2 separate regions of the Mus musculus genome follow, and region 1 is linked to region 2. Evidence: chromatin contacts called from public promoter capture Hi-C data. All regions are on one chromosome and are shown on one strand. The core of a region is the stretch at or near the end of the contact, and the rest is flanking DNA. Distances in the headings are between cores, read along the strand shown. Region 1 overlaps Tbc1d30 (TBC1 domain family, member 30). Region 2 overlaps Wif1 (Wnt inhibitory factor 1).

Region 1 (2,700 bases), core at 33-2,532, 210 kb after region 2:
GCGATGGCTATGACAGACCCTCAGTCTCCGGCTATGTACTGGGCTGGGAACAGACAGAGACCACGGGTGCCAAGCCGGCTAGGAGCCCGCTGAGGTTTGTGGGGGCCACAGCTTGCTTTCCCACACTTTGCTCTGAGGAGCCCAAAGGCAGCTAACAGCAGAGGGCAGAAAAGACAATCACTCACTCTCCCAGCTTTGCCCAGATGGCCAGCGACACCCTCAGGATGATCTCTGAACCTTCGAAGAACACGGAGTCCCAGATCTTCAGAACCGTGTGGTTCGGGAGGCACGTGGCAAAGAGCGTGAGGAACCACTGCATTGTGAAGACGTTGGTGAGCGGGGGCTCGTATCCGCCTGAAACACAGAGAGGGCGCAGAAGCCCCTGAGAGTGGGGATGTGTAAGGTGCACGGCGCCCTTTCTTTCTCCCATGGCCTCACCTGCTGCTTCCTGGCTACCTACTTTGTATTCCCTAGCGATTTTTCTTCCTTTTTCCCTCCCATCTTTCTAGAGGAAACATTTTTAATAGAAGGCTCCAGGACACGAGAGTCATAAATTCTTTGCCACTCTTCACAAGTCTTTAACCTGACCTAGATCTGGCTGCACTTATTGTAGTCTGCTTTAAAGGAAGGAGAAATTTTTCCTCACCAAAAAGAAAAACAAAGAAAAAAAAAAGTGTGAGAAGAAGCCATTGTATCTGCTCAAATACAAACTCTGGGGCTGGGGCTCAACTGGTACCTACGAGACCTTGGGTTCAAGGCCCAGAAGAAAACAAAAACAAACAAACAAACAAACAAACAAACAAAAACCCAAATAAAACAAAAAATGCCAGCAGACTTTCAAAAATCTTGCAGTTCCCACTTCAATTCAAATGTGGTTATTAGAGCTAAAATTGCTTATCCTATATTATTTATCTCTTAAGTTGTATAATTCCAAGATCACAATGGAATGAAACAGAAACTTAGCAGGAAAATATTCCAAAATACCTACATGTTAAACAACTTTAAACTGGAAAATGTTTTGAACAAAGTGATACATGATTTTAAAGGGAGATCCGCCCCATTTTGGAATTTCTGGACTCACTAAGAGCTCAGCCCTCCTTCCCACCCCACGTGACTATAAATGTCTGTTAAGATTTTTACCCTCATCTCCCCAGTGACTGTCAATAGTACAACTATCTCATGGTAAGAAAAAAAAATAGTTCCCAGGACTTGTTTTCTTCTCTCCTGTGAACAAATATTTGCTCAGAGACTTGAGGCCAAGGTTATCCTCATGGTCGGGAGCAAAGGGACTTGACGGAAACCTACATGTCAATAACCCATGTCTGCCACTACCATAAAGAGAGTTCTACTGCAGCCGGATCACACAAGACCATTAGAGATACTCAGCTGCCTCTAAAACCTCCAGTGTTGTTTTTTTTTTAATAACAACTAGATCTTCAGCACCCTTTAACATAGCCCCGCATGTTAGTACAAACTTGTAGTTTCGGCATGAAGAGGCTGAGGCAGGGAGGTTACCACTAAGTCTGAGGCCAGCATGGGATACATAGTAGGACCTCATCTCAGAAACAGCATCCTTTAATGTGTGCCTCATTGTTTTACTTCATTTCACCTCGCTTTTTCCTTTTGCTGGTCCAAGGGCTCGAACCCAGGGCCCCGGCACATGCTGGATAAGCACCATCACTGACTGCAACTCAGCCCTGCGTTCCCAGCTAGACTGTGTGTGGTGTACCACAGCAACCGGCCACCACAAACAGAAGCTCAGCAAGTGTCTGACGGGTCTCTGGTGCTCAGAGAAAACACAGTTGGCAGAAATGCACCATGCAGACACAGTAGACTCAGGATGTCCACTACCTACCAGTGACCCGTGACCCAGAGTCTCTTTTCAATAACCTATTGCTTCTACCAAGGTCACAGTCTGTGCCAAAGCGCCCCTACCTCAGTTTTTAGAAAGTCCTTCTGGTCCAGTGCCAGTTTAGTTTAACCGATTAGACCATGTCCACCACTCTTTGTGAGGAGCTGAACATATCCTGATGGTTGCGGATCTGGAGCCAACGTAGAGTTAGACACTTAACCAGGTACCCACCCTTATCTACCGATAGCTTCAGCTCGTGACCCTATATATTCTCAATATTGTGTATGTTCTCTGGAAAGGGAAGTGTGATGACACCACACCCTTTAAACAGAAATACCTGGCAACCTGTTTCCATCCAGAAAGTAAACTCATAGGCAGAGCAGAACCAGACCAGCCAAACACTTCTGGGAACGCAATAGCCACGCGTCTTTCTTACCTCCGCTCTCTTTGTTCGCCGTTCTCTGAAGTGTGTCGAGGTGCTGAGACAGCTCGGGGAGCTTCAGTCTCAAGAGATCTCTGAAGACAGCCATATCCACAGACAGTGCCCGGAGATTATTGACAAAGTAGCTTTCGGGGAGTACCTTATCAATCAGATAAATCATAATCTAAAAATAAAAAAAATTTTAAAAATTAAAATTAAAAAAAGAAATCGCAAGCCTGCTTCATACCCTCCAGGATTTTAATATGCCCAAAATAAAAAATCACAGCAAAAAGACACAGAAGCAGCTGACCAAAGTTCCTCCTGATGCGTCAGAAACCAATTCGGGACTCACCTACACCACCCCCACCCCTCACCCTCCTGCAATGAGAAGGCGGCATAATTATCTAAGTAACCCAAAGTCAGCTAT
Region 2 (2,951 bases), core at 133-2,632:
AAGAATAAGAAGAGTTTATTTGAGTGGTGTCCTGGTTGGGGTTACTATTGCTGGGATAAAACACCATGACCAAAAACAAATTGGGGAGGAAAGAACTTTTTTTTTGGCTTACACTTCCACATTACTGTCCATCATTGGAGGAAGTCAGGATAGGGACGAAAGCTGGAGGCAGAAGCTGATGCAGAGGCCATGGAGGGAGGGATGCTACTTACTGGCTTGCTCATCATGGCTTGTTCAGCTTGTTTTCTTATAGACTCCAGGGATGACACCGCTCCTAAGGGTCAATCACTCATCAATCACTCATCAGTCACTAATTGTGAAATGCCTTACAGCTGTATCTTTCTGAGACAGTTTCTCTACTGAGGTTCTGTCCTTTCAGGAGACTCTAACTTGTGTCAATTGTCACAAAACCGCCAGGACAGGTGTGGTATTGATGCCTACGGCTCCTCATGCTGGTGGCTAAGGCAGAAGAGTCGTGACTTAAAGAAAGACCAGCAAGGGCTACATAGCTATGTGTTAACTCAAGGAGAAGGGCGTTGAGCAGTCAAATTATTATATAGCCAGATTTAGCACATTCTGTTTAAAGTGTGCTGTCAGGCCCACTGTCCTTACATAGCAGTGGGCGTCAGGACCAGTGGGGTGTGGAACAAGAGAATATTGATCCTAATGTTCTCTCACTCACTCCTACACTGGGGAGACATACAGACGAGCGGGGAGACAGGACTCACTAATAAGAACAACTGCACAGTCCTAAGAACACTGTGTCCAAGTGGCAAAGAGCCAGACCAGAGTGCTGCAGTTCCTAAACTCTCAATCCTGTCCCAGAGCGATCAGCCTCTGCTCATTTCTACATCATGATGCTAAACGCACCCTCTTGCAATTTGAATGCTGTTTGTTGGTTAAGAAGCCTGATGTTCTGGGATGATATTTTAATGGAACTTCTTTTCCACAAAGCACACACACATTTTAAAATCTCTGACTTTATCACTGAAAGCCTTTATCCATATATTTTACAGGACACAAAGACAAAACCAGGACACGTAACTGAGACTGAAAAAGCTAAGCTTTAACTTTTAGTTCTGGTCTCCCCCCCCCACCCCCACCCCCTTTGAGGCAGGGCCCACATAGCCACATACACCAGGCTTCAAAGTTACTAGGTATCCAGAAGTGAGATCCACCTCCCACTGCGTGTCTACCTCCGGGACTCCAGGCAAACGCTTCTACACCCAGCCCAAGCTCCCTTTTAACCTTCTTTACTGACAGATGGAAGCTGCCTCCTTTTCACGATTTCCTCTTTTCTCTTCCCGTTTCTCTACCCTCTACCTTAAGTGCTAAAGATCAGTGAAGTTCAAGAAACTGAAGCCAAGAGACTGAAGCCAAGAGGGAGGGGCTTGTGCTGAGAGACAGTGTGCTCACTGCTCAGGGTAAACATAGGCTTTTCACTGCTTGGAATGTCAATCTCCCAGGCTCAGTCAAGGCTCCTCCTCATCTTCCCGACCCTCCTCAGTCTGTCTCTCTGGATGCAATTAGAGTCTTTCTCCAAGTACCATCGCAGTCTCTTTTAAAATCCTATTCATTAAAACGAACCTCCATTCATCTCTGGGAGAGCCACTTCCTCCTGGTTGGAACCTGACACTTTTGTCTCTTCTTTAGCTAACCCAGAGAAGTTTCCTCCCTTTATCTTGCAACCTGATGCTTTCGAAAAAAACTTTCTTGGATTTGTAGATTTTGTTTTTAGAGCATAGATTGTATTTACTATACCTTTTTCATAGGAGTGAATGCAATGTGTTGACAAGCCTATTCGCTCTTAGATTCTGACGTAGAGTCTTTGTAATTTGAATGTGATTATAATTTGAATCGATTGTTTCAAAACTGTAAAGCGAGTTGCTTATTATGTAAATGAGATGGGATTAGACACACATTGAAGAAGTATCACCCAGTTTAAGTGAAATTTTTGCCAGGTTTAACTTCCTGTCTCACGAAGCGCCCTGTCGTTCATTCTAACAGCAAACTGCTCAACCACCTGCTTTAATGGAGGGACCTGCTTTTACCCGGGAAAATGTATTTGCCCTCCTGGACTCGAGGGAGAGCAGTGTGAACTCAGTAAGTACACACTTCCACGTTCTTTTTTGGCTTGGGGGTGGGGCTTTGGGCGGGGCTTGGGGGCGGTGAAACCTTTCTCCTGCTTCCTTTTGCCACTGATAAATCTGAAGCCAATGTAGACCCAGGACCTCCTATGAGTTTTTTTTTTTTTAATGTTTGGTCACTTTTTAATTGGATATTTTATTTATTTACATTTCAAATGTTACCCCCTTTGCTGATCCCCCCAGAAACACCTATCCAATTCCCCCTCCTACTGTTTCTATGAGGGTGTGCCCCCACCCACCCATTAACTCACCCACCCACCTATTCACCCACCCACTCCCACCTCCCCGCCCTCGAATTCCCCTACACTGAGGCATTGAGCCTTCACAGAACCAAGGGCCGTTCCTCCCATTGATGCCCGACAAGGCCATCCTCTGCTACATATGCAGCTGGAGTCATAGTCATCCAGCCTCTATGTGTATTCTTTGGTGGGGTTTTGTTGTTGTTGTTGTTGTTGTTGTTGTTGTTTTGTTTTTAGTCCCTGGGAGCTCTGGGGTCTGGTTGATTGATATTGTTGTTCCTCCTATGGGATTGCAAACCGTTCAGCTCCTTCAGTCAGTCCATTGCCAGTGGATTCTTTTTACTAGATTCAACTGCTGCCCCCTTTGTCTGAAGGCTAGGCCAAGAACTTTTCCCAGAGGCTCAAGACAAACGCTCTGGGAGATGTGTCTGCCTACTCACAGCACAGAGGGTTTCTCCTGCCAATCACCTTGAGCCTACTGACCCAACTAAGAGGAAAGGATAGACCCAGTGGGGGAAAACAGTACATAGCAATGAAAACAACAGTAACTCCACACCCTGAGTGA

What was found. Capture Hi-C pulls out chosen DNA fragments and counts their contacts.
Region 1: a contact with region 2 is called in a promoter capture Hi-C map of liver. The contact joins two enhancer-like sites. A contact is called at or near these places in 3 of 9 other capture datasets (embryonic stem cells, liver and pancreatic islet).

The regions. Positions count from the first base shown.
Region 1 is chr10:121,294,404-121,297,103 of GRCm38.p6, forward strand. Tbc1d30 (TBC1 domain family, member 30) reads right to left here. Exons shown (of 13, transcript NM_001361015.1): 7 at 2,289-2,457; 8 at 186-354. Among named protein-coding and RNA genes, the nearest start is that of Gm35404, 53 kb to the left of the region's middle. Within about 2 kb of position 1,283, at least 26 of the 459 cell types and tissues checked have an H3K27ac peak or open chromatin away from gene starts, as enhancers often do. A contact at or near this core is called in liver, where this site is marked.
Region 2 is chr10:121,088,104-121,091,054 of GRCm38.p6, forward strand. Wif1 (Wnt inhibitory factor 1) reads left to right here. Exons shown (of 10, transcript NM_011915.2): 7 at 2,008-2,103. Among named protein-coding and RNA genes, the nearest start is that of Wif1, 56 kb to the left of the region's middle. Within about 2 kb of position 1,383, at least 37 of the 459 cell types and tissues checked have an H3K27ac peak or open chromatin away from gene starts, as enhancers often do. A contact at or near this core is called in liver, where this site is marked.